Linked DNA regions of Mus musculus: regions 1 and 3 are each linked to region 2. A link is a contact called in public Hi-C and HiChIP or PLAC-seq data. All regions are on one chromosome and are shown on one strand. Each heading gives the region's core, a stretch centred on a gene start, on an enhancer-like site or on the middle of the called end of the contact. The rest is flanking DNA. Distances are from core to core; before and after follow the strand shown. Region 1 holds the start of Rab14 (RAB14, member RAS oncogene family). Region 2 holds the start of Ggta1 (glycoprotein galactosyltransferase alpha 1, 3). Region 3 overlaps Ttll11 (tubulin tyrosine ligase-like family, member 11).

Region 1 (4,030 bases), core at 165-2,664, 260 kb after region 2:
CCAGGACTGGAAGAGAGTACCTTATGCTTATCAAATAATAATAGTCCCCATTCAAGGTATTATATGCCAGGAATTTTGTATGCATTGTCTATTTAATTTTAACAAGAAAGATAGGAATTAGATATCACATCCTTACTTTGGAGAAAAGTCTGAGGACCTGAGAAAGTAAATGACATGTATAAAACTGTTGTCTGTATCATGTATTTATCAAAACAAGAGATTTTCAAACTGCTATGTATTTTTCTAATGACATCTCACTTTCCTAAGGCAGAACCAGTTTACAACGAAAGGTTTTAAACGCTTAGAATTGCGACTTTTCTTTGGGGGTTCTGGAAAGGGCCATTTTATCCACTAGGCATGGTAGGGATAATGGTTACAGTCCATAGTCCCTTCAGAGACACACAAGATATGTACCAAATCCTTTAAAATCATGGGGGGAAACCTGGGTGTGATGGTGCATGTCTTTAACCATAACACGGGAATACAGAGACTGGCAAATCTCTGCAAGTTAGAGGCCACCCTGATTCACATAGTGAGTTCCAGGGGAACCAGAAGTACATACTGAAATCCTGTATTGAACCCCACTCCACTCCTCAAAAAAAATCAGGAGAAAAAAGGTCAACTTCTATGCTGAAAAAAAAAATTGCTTTGCTTTGCGTTATTAACATATCCATCCTTGTGGCAATGTAATTGTAAAATATAAATTAAACGTAAATGTAAGATAAATAACGTAAATGTCAAATAAATAATAAGATAAAAAAAGGAAATGTAAGATAAACGTAAATGTAAGATAAGTAAATCCACATCCAGGTTCTACAAGGCAAAAAGACGAAAGACCAAGAAAGTGAAACTGTTGCTTTCACCAAGGTGTCTTGGGAAGGTGGGAGTGGGAAGTGTCTTGGGAAGGTGGGAGTAAAAATGTCAAGTTTCCCTCTTCCTGTTGCTGGTGTCCGCAAAGCAAGGTTAAGCTAGACAAAGATGAAACACAAGAAAGGGCCACCTCCTAGCTACATGATTATACAAATGGGTTGGTCAATGTGAACCACCCTTTTGCCTCTGATGGCACGAGAAGCGTCTCTGGGTGTTGGCCAGCCTTGTTCCTACTAGTCTCCAATTGGTCTGTAAATGTTGAATAAATGCAGTAAATACGTGTGTGTTCCAGAAGCCGGTATACAGAGGCGGCCCAGTGATAAGCAGTTACGCGTATTAAAAATAGTTAGGTCTCTAACGGCGACAATTCTGGACAGACACTGTCAACCCTTAGAAAACAGCGTGCGAACCTGCGCAGTAACTCCGCCGGGAGGCGTGGCACACGACTACGCTTGCGCAGGCTCCTTTCCCCGCCTCCTTCAGGCGTGAGGACCAGTGGGGGCGGGCCGAGGCCGAGGCGGGTCTACTCCGGAGGGGCGAACTGACGAAGGGGCGTGGCCGTCAGGTTAGTCTCCACCACCCTCTTCCGGGCTCCGCTGGCTGCGCGCGCATCCTCCCCCCTTCTTTTGTGGTCCGGCCCATTGCGAGGGTGACAGGAAACCCTGTGCAGGGAGCGCCGCCATCTTGGGCCAGCCCGAGGAAGATCCTGAGGGAGCCGCAGGAGCAGCCGCCGCCGCCACCGCGACTGCCACCCGAGTGTCTGCAACCTCCGGCCAGCCCGCCTACCTGCCAGGGCCTCGGCTGACGGATTCCGGCCTCCCTCCCGCCGCGTCCGCCCTCCGCTTCCTCGTCCTGACGTCCCCCTCCCGTCCGGAAAGCTGCCCAGCCACCAGCAACCCCCCAGGTAACCAAGGCCTTCCGCAGGGGCCGCCGGAGCCAGCCTCCCAGCCCGGCCCTTCCAAGGGGCGGAGGCGAGCCGAGAGGTAGGCGGGCGGCGTCCCGGGCTGGGCCCCGCAGGCCGCGGCCAGCCCGGGGGTCGGCGGAGGGCGCCGGCCTGACAGGACTCCGCGGGGCGAGCTGTCGCCCGCGCCGTCCCGGGCGGCTCGCGCTCCCTGCCCGCAGCCGGGCTCCGAGGCGTGCAGGGAGGGTGTGTTCCCACCTCATCCGTCCGACCTGCGGGGCACAGCCGCGGCCTCCGCAGGCCCGAGTCTCGCCGCCTTTGCCCGCGGCTGTAGAACACCCCCGCAGTGTTGCCCCACGCGTGGCGCGCCGGCCTGCCACCCACGAGCCCCCAGCCGTGGCAGTCCCACCCTACAGGGCCTCAACAAAAGGCAGCGCTTCGGCGTCTCGGGCTGGCTCCCGTGTCCTTGTAAGCCACCGCTCTGTCGTCCCGGCTGAGGATTGGGCGTGTGGGACTGTGCGCGAGGTTCTCCGAATCCCTGTAAAGTCCCTGGCCAGCCTGCACTGGTTGGAACCTAGACAGCATCTAGAAAGAACGAAGGGAAAAAGTTTGGGCATCTCGAGAATTTGAGAAAAGACGATGGAACGGGAACGCTAAAACTCCAGTGTGTGCCAGACACGGGTTTAGGTGTCTTCACACATAGCTTGCTTGCTTCGAGTGCCTTTTGAGAGTTTTCCGCATTTTTTTAATAAGGGGCGAGGGACGGACCGAAGCCAGAAGTTGTCCTGTAGCTGAGTAATGATGGAACACAAATGATGGCTTCTCCCTATCCTGGCTGGTATGTTTTGTACTACAGTACATTCCACGAGGGCTGAGATACACAATACTGGATCGGTTCAGAGAGGAGACAACTGAATTCCATTTTCTCTCCATTCACACTGGGTGAGAACTGATAAGACCCAAAATCTATCATGTCAGCTGCTACTCTGGCAAATGCTCCTTGGAGGAGAGGTGGTGGTAGCATGTCCTCCGTATTTGTGAAGAAAGCTATGTTCTTGGTGGCTGCACAGCCAAGTATGGAAATTCTTGGAAAGTTTACTGGTCATGACATGTTGTTTCAATTACCTTTTATGTAAATGTGATTGTTGAGTACAAATTTGACCCATTAATAATGCAGCTTCCTCTTTTCCCTTCCCTGCAGCAGGCGATTATCTCGGGAATTCAGTGTAACTAGGAAATGGCAGAACCCAAGGCACAAAACCTTAGCCTACACGCTTTCGTGCATGGTCAAGTAAAATCGCCCAAACCATACCTACATGTTAGTTACTGAATTGATCCTAACCAAGTTAGCTAACCTCCCAGACTCAGTGTCCTTATAAATTGTGCCCACATTTCAGGGTCATTTTAAGGATTAACTAGAATTAAAGAAAGCTCAGGTTTGACATGCAAGTTGCCTGTAGTTTTGCTAGCCATATAATGGGTGTTTAATATCTGTTGGACAAGTACTGTCGAAGTAGACTCTGGCTTAATCTTACCTGCCCATTTAGTAGTATATAACCATCAGTAAATCACTTCTGACCCGGTTTCCTAACTTGTAAAATGAATTTTTAGGGTTAGAAATTGTTTATAAAGTAGCTAGTTTATATTAGGGGCTCAGTAAGTGGAGTTATTGTAAAGGTGTAAAAACCTTAGATTATAATTGCTATTGAAAATTCCTTGGAATTAAGGCTTTTTAAAAAAATTTGCTTTATATTTTTCATGTTAAATTGTATATTTGTAAACTTAAGCTTTGCAACAGAGCTTGAAAATTTCTTGCAGCCAGGTTTTATAGGTCTTATTTGCATACTCTTAGCAAGACTTGTAAGATAAAAATGTTCAAACTATAGCTCTCGAGGTGTTTATGACATTAAAAACGTTAGCAATGTGGGCCTGGCAAGATGGCTCAGTAGGTAAAGTCTTTTGCTGCCACGCTGACAACCAGACTTAGATTCTGGAACCCACCCAGAAGGAGGAGAGAAAGGATTCATGCTAGTTATTCTCTCTAATATCTACATGTGTGCCACATGTGCACACATACAGTCATACACAAGTATTTTAAAAGTATGCAGGAGACAAATTATTATTAATATTAAGTTATACTATATTTCAAACTTTTTAAAGTTTGCAAAATAAAGCATCAGTATAGTGAGCATTAATACTGTATTACTGATCAGTGTCTGCAGTGAACAGTCTTGGTCTATCTCTACACTGCTCCTACCA
Region 2 (4,629 bases), core at 1,388-3,887:
AATCTCCACGACATCAAGTTACAGCTTTAATAAGTTAATAAACTTTAATACGTTTCTTAGTCTGTGACAATGATGTTCAAGGGCTGGAGAGATAGCTCACTGTTAAAGCGCACCTGTTGCTCTTGTAGAATGGTGTTACAGCTCTGACCGGAATAGTGTTAGCTAGTGTTACAGCTCCTCCAGGGTGGGGAGAGTGTTTCCCCGCTGCAAGTGTTATAACTCTGCTCTGGCCCGGCACAAGAACCCAGGAAGGTGGTGGCTGCCTCGGCTTGTGGGGGAGAAGCAGCAGAGACAGTAGATGAAAACAGTGTTGTCACAGCTTTCCTTGGGGCGGAGCTTTCCATAGAGTTTGGGCTTTTTACTTTGATGGCTGGCCGCGGGTGGGGGTGGGGGGCTGAGAGGGGCGGGGAGGGAACGAGGAGGGGCAGCGAGCTGAGTCTGACCAACCATTAGGGAAGTGAGAGTGGTCTGTGGGCGGAACCTGAGTGTTGGCGTAAGGAGGTCCTCAGGGGAGGGGCCTAGCTACTCATGAGCCTTCTGGGGCTTACAAAGAGGACCTAGGTTCTGTTCCCACGCCCACAAGGTGACTCGAACCATCTTGAATTCCAGATCTTGGGTTTCCGAGTAGTTTCCTTTGAACTTGTGGGACACCCAAGCACACACGTTGTATATATACATACACATACTTGCATGCAAAACACTCATAAAACAAACAAAAACTTTAAAAATCTTATTTTTTTTAAAACTATAACCAATGGTGGATATTTTAACAAAAGCAAAATTATACCCTTTTATCTGGGGATGAAACAGATCCAATTGAGCCTGAGGGTGGAGCAAACCAGATGAGGGCAGATGTGCTTGTTGGGCATAGAGGTATAAACTCTGCCACGATTATTTTGGGTTCCTTTCTAAATAATTACAGAAGGTCGCAGTGGCTCTGTATAACCCGATCAGAGGACACCCAAGGCTCGAAGGCCACAAGCAAGCTATGCTCTAGATGCCTCTTGGCCAGTTTTCACCCCAGAGCTCAGGACTGGGAGACCTAGCCTAGTAAGCATCCATGGGCAGTCCTTAGCCTGTAGCCCGTGGCCTTTCTCCTTTCTTCCCAGAGAAACACCCAGTGTGGAAAGACCTTCCAGGCTCCCAGGTGTCTGGCTGTAAGCCAAGCCAGTGTCCATGAGACCTTTCCTCATTGCATAGGGTGTCGGTTCCCCACCCCATCACCCAGTAACACCCCCCCCCCCCCACACACACACCCGTAGTTCCTCCTCTGCAGCCCCTATCACCATGGGCAGGTCAGAAGACACAGGCGGCCGTGAGCGATTTCTTTTCTTTTTCTTTTTCTTTTCTTTTTTTTTTTTTTTTGCTGGTTTCAGGCTTTTTTCTGCCTGAGTGGAGATGAAACATCACTCCTCCCACAGATGGGAAAGAGGTGCAGGTTGGGGTAAAGTGAGGGACACCCGATGCATCACACGTGCATCACGCCGGACGTTGTGTTGGGGGTGGGGGTGGGAGTGGACTCTCTAGGCTCCCACTCCTCGGGTCGGCGCACGCCACTTGCCTGCGCCCTAGGCCGCCGAGCTCTGCAGGGGCCAGAGGCGCGCACCCCACCCGACACACCCGGACAGAGCAGCGGCCGGGTCTCCTACAGCGCAGGGCGCCGCCCGCCCGCCCGCCCGCCCGCGTGGTCCCGTCTCCAGCGCAGCAGACAACACACACCCGGCCTGCTTTTGCGGATCAGGTGGGTCCCGCCGGGCGTCTGACACTGAAGCCACGCGAGGGCTTCAGTGGGGAGGAGGTGTGGGCGAGCGGGAGCGCCGCTATTCCGGCCCAGCCCTACCTCGGTCCTTGCTTTTGTCCTGGTCACTCGATCATTTCCTCTGTATCCACTTCTGAACTCTAGGCTCTGTCCCACCCTGAACAGTGTCGCTGCATCTGTTTGCTTACTGGGGTCTCCCGCCACCTTCCCTCGCTATCCGAATAGCTGATATTCAGGGCAGCACAGGGCAGCACAGGGCAGGGCAGGGCAGGGCAGGGCGAGTAGGGCAGATCAGATCCTGGGACCACCGGTACTAACCAGTGAGTGTAGAAAGCAGGAGGTGTCTTTTCCTACTGTAGTTAGGACAGGGCGGGTTGGCTCTTCTTATGGACAAGATGGAAAAGGGGTGCAGGTAGGGGCAAAGTGAGAGACACTCGAATTTGAGAGACAGACAGACTCCTAACAGTGAAGGAAGGACCAAGCCAAAATCAAGCCTGGGCAAAGTCTCAGGCACTAACTTTGCTGTGTTGGGTGATGGGAGGTAATCTCGTCACAACTTTTCAAACCACCTCGTTCCCACTGCAAGGAGACACCATCAAGTGTTTGAAGATGGCAGGGGAACCTCTCAACAAAACACACACACAAACGTTTTATTATTTTATATTTATTTTGCATGCAAAGTACTGTGTTTCATTATGGCATTTTCATACATATGCGATTGCACAAACTCTTGAAAATCATCCAAGAAACAGCAAAGCGGGAAATAATGTTGTGGGGGGGGGGCGCGGAGGAGAGAGAACAGAGACTGGAGAGAGTGCTGTCCTCCTTGCTGCGGGGGCCAGGAAGAGGCTAGGAGGGCGGGGATGTCAACGCCACTAGCTCCTCCCTCAGGAAGGACCCCAGGGACTCTTATTTTTGTAGTTTTGCTTGTCTGGGCCACTATCGGCCCCAGAACAGATCTGACTGCCTCTTTCATTCGCCCGGAGGTAGATAGGTGTGTCTTAGGAGGCTGGAGATTCTGGGTGGAGCCCTAGCCCTGCCTTTTCTTAGCTGGCTGACACCTTCCCTTGTAGACTCTTCTTGGAATGAGAAGTACCGATTCTGCTGAAGACCTCGCGCTCTCAGGCTCTGGGTAGGCAAAGGCGAGGGGGCTCGCCATGGCTCGGGTTGTCCAGGGATTGGGGCATCAGGACTACGGGAGTCTCTGCCTTTTGATAGTGCTTCCTTACAGTTATTTTTGGGAGTAGTTGCTTCTTCCTGATGGGAGCCGCGTGCGGGTCCAAGCTATCTTTTGCAAGTAACAGGTGTCTGGTGACTAAATGCAGGGCTGAACACTTCACTTGGGATTACCTGGTTCCAGGGACTTTGAGTATTGGCGCAGGCCCCAAATGGCCTAGGAGGGGTACCTGGAGACCCTGGCTCCTGCTCCTGTGATCTTACTACATAGAACCGATTCTTTTATTTCTACTTTCTGTGTTAGGAACGCCCCAAGAGGATGTTTTGGGGAGGCCTCCTGTCCCCATTCCCTGTGATTAGGGTCAGTTTTCAGTGGAATGCCTGAGATCAGAAGGCGGGAGATCAATTGATTACTGTCAATGGCCCCCTGTGGCTAAACTTTACCGGAAGCTTTCTCAGTCACAGAGCAGGAAAGGCCGCCTTGCACTGGCCATACTGACTCTGAGCAGCCATTTGCCCGGTTTCTGACACTTCTGAGCCAGGGGCTGACCATGGGTTTTATTCCCTGTGCACTTCTGGGTCTTGGTGAAACTTTTAGTGTACATGGGTCTCTTAGGTTCCCCAGCCTAACAGGATAAGCTTGGCACTGTTGGCTGGATTTATAGAGAAGGAAATCAAAGTTGGGAGAAGCCAAGTCACTGGTTTATGGGTGCTCAGGGTTTGGATTGAATCTGAGGTTGGAATGCACTCCAGCCAGCCTCTAAGGCTTGTGTGCTTCCTGTTTGTTTGTTTGGAGTGTGTGGTTTTGTTTTGTTTTGTTTTGTTTTGTTTTGTTTTGAGACAGGGTTTCTCTGTGTAGCCCTGGCTGTCCTGGAACTCATTCTGCAGACCAGGCTGGCCTCGAACTCAGAAATTCCCCTGCCTCTGCCTCCCAAGTGCTGGGATTAAAGGCGTATGCCACCACAACCTGGTTGCTCACTTTCTATTCAGCATCTCCCACCATGGCAAGAAAACGACTAAGGAACAGATGGCATGACTCTGGGGGGAAGGGCTGGGGAGAGTGGAAGGGAAGAGGTAGTGGGTGGGGCTGAGCATTTCAACAGGTGCAGTTCAGGTATAAATATTATTTTTTGAAGTGAATATGCTTTCTGATAAATAATCAGGGGTCTTTACAAGTTATTTACTAATTTTTAATTACACTCTAATTTACGTACACTAAAATACATAAACCGTAAGCATTCTTGGTTTTAATGAGTTGGAAGGTTTTTAGAGGGACAGTCCTTGTGTTTGGTCTAGGCTGGTCATTTTCTGAGAAGTGGCTGAAGTCTTGTGTGACAAAACTTTTGCCAGGGGATACAGCACACCTGTCTACTCACCTGGATAGTGAGTCCAGGGCAGACCAAAATACGGATACCACCAAAATCCAACTTGGCGGACCCCAGAGCTTTATTAATGTTATTTATGGGAATATAGGTGAGGGGTTACTTACAGAAGTATACATGACTCATGGATAGCTGTATCATCAAAGGACAGGTGACAAGTCACAAAAGCTGGGAACCTGGAGCATAGCCTTCAGATAATTCAATAGTTGGAGAGTACCCTTTCCAGGTAACTGATCTAAACCTGGTCTAGGCAGTCCAGCTGGTTTCTGCTTCTTCCAGGCAGCTGGTCTGGTCTCAGAGTCTTCTTTGCAG
Region 3 (4,635 bases), core at 931-3,430, 440 kb before region 2:
TAGCCTCATAAGTGTGAATCTTGTGTGATCTCCCGAGTGGGACTCTTGTGTGATATCATGAGTGGGAGTCTTGTGTGATCTCTTGAGTGGGAGTCTTGTGTGATCTCTTGAATGGGAGTCTTGTGTGACCTCATGAGTGGGAGTCTTGTGTGATCTCTTGAGTGGGAGTCTTGTGTGATCTCATGAGTGGAGGCTTATGTCTATTCCTGACATTAGTGGTCATTCTCTTGCTGTTCTCCACCATTGGCAGTCTCCTGAATGTCTTCTGTTCTCTCCTGCTTTGCCATCTACTCAAGTTGTTCTTTGCAACCACCCTCATCACCTCCCACTTTGCCTCTCAGATGGCCCGTGTTGCCCTTCTTGTTTGGCCTGGGTCACCTACATGACAGCAGCTTCAGTCTTAGCTGGCCTCAGGAATTGTTGTGTACATCAAGAGTTGGAATTTCCCTTGAGTCTCAGACCTCACAGCTGTTGGACTGGTCCCTTGTGTCCTGCCCAGTACACACTTTGTCTATCAGAGTCTTGTTTGTCCTGAAGATCCACAGCCCGTTCCCATGACACCAATGGCCTGCATTGTTAGAATGAAACGTAGGTCTTCCAATGTGACAAAACATGGCTCTAACTATCTTTGACATCTCTGGTGTCATCATAATTCAGAACTTGTCCCCATGCTTTCCCCTTGTTGCTAATAACGCTCTGTGGCTTTCTAGTCTGGCTGCTGAACTTCCTCCCTCCAGGTGCTCTGCCTTGCTTCTCACACAGGCCTTGCCTGCTTGATGCAAACTCGTCATAAATCTCCCGTGCAAATCCCTGAGCTCACAGGTCACCCTGTGTGCTGATGGTAACGCACAGCATGATCTCTCTGGTGGTTCCATGAATGTTTGTGATACAGCCTCCAATAGAGAATCCCCTGCTTAGCACTAGTTAGCTGGTTGAGCCCCAGGACCTTCTAGTAAACCCTCAATTTTATAGGTGAACATGGCAGAGCACAGAAGAAAGTCCAGTGACCTTCCATGGTCACATGACAGGCAGAAATATCCTAGCAACACTGGAGCCAAAATCCAGATTTTTCTGGTTTACACTTCTTTCAACTCAGCGAAGGCTAATTGGTGCAAACACACATAACAAAAGTTTACCAGCTTTGCCTATTTTTTCTTTTGTGTGGCAGGGAGGGTACACGTATGTTTTCACATAGATGTACGCACACGTATGTGTGTACACATGGAGACCAGAGACTGCTGTCAAGAATCTCTGAGCTAGTCCTTGGTGTTAGCTTTCCAGACTACCTGGAGTTCATCGCTTCCGCTATGCTGGCCAATCAGAGAGCTGCTGGGATCTGCCTGTCACAGTGCTGCCCACCCCACCCCGATTCTGGCATTATAGGCACATGCCACATGCCCAGCTTTTTATCTGGTTGCTGGGGCTAGAACCTAGGCCCACATGCTTGGGTGCAGGGACTCTATCAGCTTCATAATTTTTGGAGGGTAAAGTTCAGTGGTACAAATATTGCCCAATCCAACTGTAGAATTTTTAAAACCTTAAGTAACTGAAATTCTGTCCTTATTAAATTGCTAACTCTACTAACCACCCCACCCCACCCCCAACCCCAACCCCTTCTATTTCTGTATTCTTGCCACTTCAAATTCTTAAGAATTTGACTTCTTGGGGACCTTGCACAGTGGGATCCTAAAGTCCTTTTGGTTTTGTGTTTGGCTTGTTTCTCTGCACAGAGTGCTCAAGGTTTTGGTCTTATCATTCCCTTCCGTTTTCAGGCTAATAATATCCCACTTAAGTAATGTTGGAAAGCCAGGCTTTCTCAGACGCCTTTCCAGAATACCACTAGGGGGCAGTAAAGGTGCAGAAAATTTTCAATAAGCCTCCTGAGTGCCAGGCAAGCCAGCCGGCATCCCCTATGTATCTCTTTCAGCCATCCGAGTATACAGTTACAAGATAATGGATTTCACATCCGACAGCAGAGTTGGATAAACCAAAGATACCATCAGCTGTAGTTTAAGAGCCGTCTTCCTCACATTCCGGCCAACACTAAGGCATAGAACTTCATTTCAGACAGTGGCTTCAGATGCTATTTTGGCTTAATTAATTCACTTTAGTCCGGTGGTTCTCAGTGCACACGACAGAATCACATATTCAGGCTTCAGCCAGAATCGTCAGAGTTTCAGTGGAAGGTGAGGGTGAGGTTGGGCCCAGAGACAGAAGCTATATTTAGCTTCAGTCGTTGAGTGGAAAGATGTCTGTTAAGCAAAACCAGAAAGGTTCAGAAGATAGGAATTCTGTTTTTTTTTTTTTTTTTTTTTTGGCTAAAGTAATGGCTGAGGGGACTGGAAATATAGCAACCTCATTTCCTAGACCCAGCACTTGTATGTGCATATGTGTGGAGGTCAGAGGTCAGAGGTCAAATGTCAAAGCCAACGGTCCTTCTCAATTGCTCTTTACCCGTTTTAAGACAAGGTCTCTCATTGTGCCTGGAGCCCAGTGGGCAGCCAGCCCTGGGTTCCTCCTGTCTCTGCCTCCCTAGATCTGGAATCACAGTGTTACACCACCATGTCTAGCTTTCTTATGTGGGTGCTGGGGGTCACACTTAGGTCCTGCCTGCAGAGCAGTTAGTGAGCCAGGCTGTGGCACTTTTGAACACATTAGGAACCCAGACTGAAGATTTGGGGTTGGGGTATCCCAGACAGCTCAGGATTCAAAGACACAGTTCCAAGACAGCCATGTTCAGGGTGAGGTCAGAGCCCAGATATTAGTAATGGCTGAGATATTAAAGTCTTTGGCTGATTAGTAGTGGCGCACGCCTTTAATTCCAGCACTTGGGAGGCAGAAGCAGGCGGGATTTCTGAGTTCAAGGCCAGCCTGATCTACACAGAGAAACTCTCTCTTGAAACAAAACAAAACAAAACAAATCAAAACAAAACAAAACAAAAAGTCTTTGCTATAGGAATCAGAAAAACGGGTCTTTCATTTTATCTTATCAAAAATAAAATTGTCACAGGGAACCTGAGGTGGGATCAAAGACCTAGGCTCTCACCCCACCTGCCTCGCTAGCCAATCATGGGACCCCAGGCGGGCCCCGCCCCTTCCCTCAGCCTCAGCCTCCCCTCTGCATTATGAGCAGATGGGATGATGTCGGTCTCCGAGGATCCTTTTGGTTCAGAAAATTCAACGATTCTCTTAGAATTAATAATCTTGATTTGTAATGACTCTGGCACAGAGAGGAAGAAATATTTAACACTGTAATGAATGACAGAGACTATTGACCATGTAGTTTAATTTATTTAAGGCACATACCCTGAATTCAAAGGAGAAAATATCACTCTGATAATATATTGAACTGTTAGTATCATCGGCCTAGCAAAAGCTTTCTAGAGGGAAAAATTACCCACCAGTGCAAACTTGACATTTTTCACTTGCTGATCCACGGCTGTCGTTCGTCCATAGCAGCCATGTTTGCTGTAAAGGCTGTGCGTGTGGATGCTTCGGATGAATATTAAATAATGACATAAGCGTCAAGGTCACTGTTGCAGGAAAGGCTGTGAGGAGGTTGGGCCTGAGAGGGAGCCCGCATTGATCTCTTGTGAAGTTCTGTTCTGGAATCCTGCTGACGTGGAGGACACAATTGATGGGAGCCATTATCAAGGCTGTAAGTGTCCCTCCATTGTTAAGGATCTTTTACAAGACCCAGGAATCGGCAAAAGCTTCAGCTAGAAATATAGGCCAGTCAAAGAGATAAGTGCATTCTAGAGAGTGGGTGGCCTGGGTCAGGCTTGCACAGCGAAGGCAAAGGCTGACGGGAGGCCAGCGCCAGACCATCATCGACTTCTCCTGCAAGTCGGGCACTGCTCCTGGGGATGGCTCAGAAGAGAGCTTCCATGCCAGGAGCTACAGAGAGCAAGGTGTCTGTCTTCACATGTCTTCTCTGAGCATTTCAGCCCACCTTCTTCCATAGCTTCCCAAAGCACCCCAACAAAGATGTCTGGATGGCTCAGGCCTTCTGAGTTTGTAAAGTATAGAAATGTATGTCTTTCAGCTCCAGAGGCTAAGAAGTCCAGTATCAAGATGCTGATAGCTGGTGAGGGGCCTTCTATGGGACAAGACACATCCAATGTGCTAGCCAGCACACAGGAGGGCTGGTCTCTCCCTTTCTTATGAAACTACCAGTGCTGTCATATCGCTCTATGCTTAGGCTTCTTCAACTTTACCTGCCAAGTTTCTACATTAAGATACCATCAACATGTGCATATTAGAGGTTAAGTTTCCAACATGTGAGCTTCAGGGGGAATACCTTGAAGCCATAGCCTGGAGGAATCAGGTACCCATAAATTATACACAACCACAGGTCCAGATCTGGGCTGGCCAAGTGCCTAGATGGTCTTGGGCATGTCCTGCTAGCCCAGATCTGGGAAAGAGCAGCTGCTGCAGATGACAGAACCTAGTTCCTGAAAGGTCCAGACAGGTAGAGGGATTGGCCAAGTCTGTGAGATACACATAATAAAGCAGAAAGCCTGTTTCTCGTGTGCTAGCTCAGGGTTTGTTACTGTGCCTGGTCCTTTGTACATCTCGGCTGGTCACTTCTTTGTATTGTTCCATTGAGGGTTGAAAAGAATATGGAGGAAGGCA

Evidence for each region. A called contact is a pair of places that touch in the nucleus more often than the background predicts. HiChIP or PLAC-seq counts read pairs in DNA pulled down with a chosen protein or histone mark.
Region 1: a Hi-C map of pre-B cells shows a contact between it and region 2, with 2.8 times the contacts expected there. The contact joins the promoter of Rab14 here to the promoter of Ggta1 in region 2. A contact is called at or near these places in 4 of 39 promoter capture datasets (the C10 cell line, macrophages and pre-B cells), 2 of 484 Hi-C or Micro-C datasets (embryonic stem cells and pre-B cells), 6 of 115 datasets of contacts at active chromatin or transcription factors (the 230-238 cell line, bone marrow-derived dendritic cells, effector CD8 T cells and 3 more) and 2 of 9 other capture datasets (adipose tissue and liver).
Region 3: a contact with region 2 is called in an H3K4me3 HiChIP or PLAC-seq map of pro-B cells, with 4 times the contacts expected there. The contact joins the enhancer-like site here to the promoter of Ggta1 in region 2. A contact is called at or near these places in 4 of 39 promoter capture datasets (cranial neural crest, frontonasal cranial neural crest, hippocampal neurons and 1 more), 8 of 115 datasets of contacts at active chromatin or transcription factors (bone marrow-derived dendritic cells, bone marrow-derived macrophages, embryonic stem cells and 4 more) and 2 of 9 other capture datasets (adipose tissue and liver).

The regions. Positions count from the first base shown.
Region 1 is chr2:35,198,504-35,202,533 of GRCm38.p6, reverse strand. Rab14 (RAB14, member RAS oncogene family) reads left to right here and starts at 1,414. Exons shown (of 8, transcript NM_026697.4): 1 at 1,414-1,774.
Region 2 is chr2:35,459,457-35,464,085 of GRCm38.p6, reverse strand. It overlaps Ggta1 (glycoprotein galactosyltransferase alpha 1, 3), which reads left to right and starts at 2,637. Exons shown (of 8, transcript NM_001145821.2): 1 at 2,637-2,891.
Region 3 is chr2:35,903,881-35,908,515 of GRCm38.p6, reverse strand. The region is part of intron 3 of Ttll11 (tubulin tyrosine ligase-like family, member 11); the gene reads left to right. All of the region lies in intron 2 of Gm35396 (predicted gene, 35396), which reads right to left. Among named protein-coding and RNA genes, the nearest start is that of Gm35396, 23 kb to the right of the region's middle. Within about 2 kb of position 2,180, at least 23 of the 459 cell types and tissues checked have an H3K27ac peak or open chromatin away from gene starts, as enhancers often do. A contact at or near this core is called in pro-B cells, where this site is marked.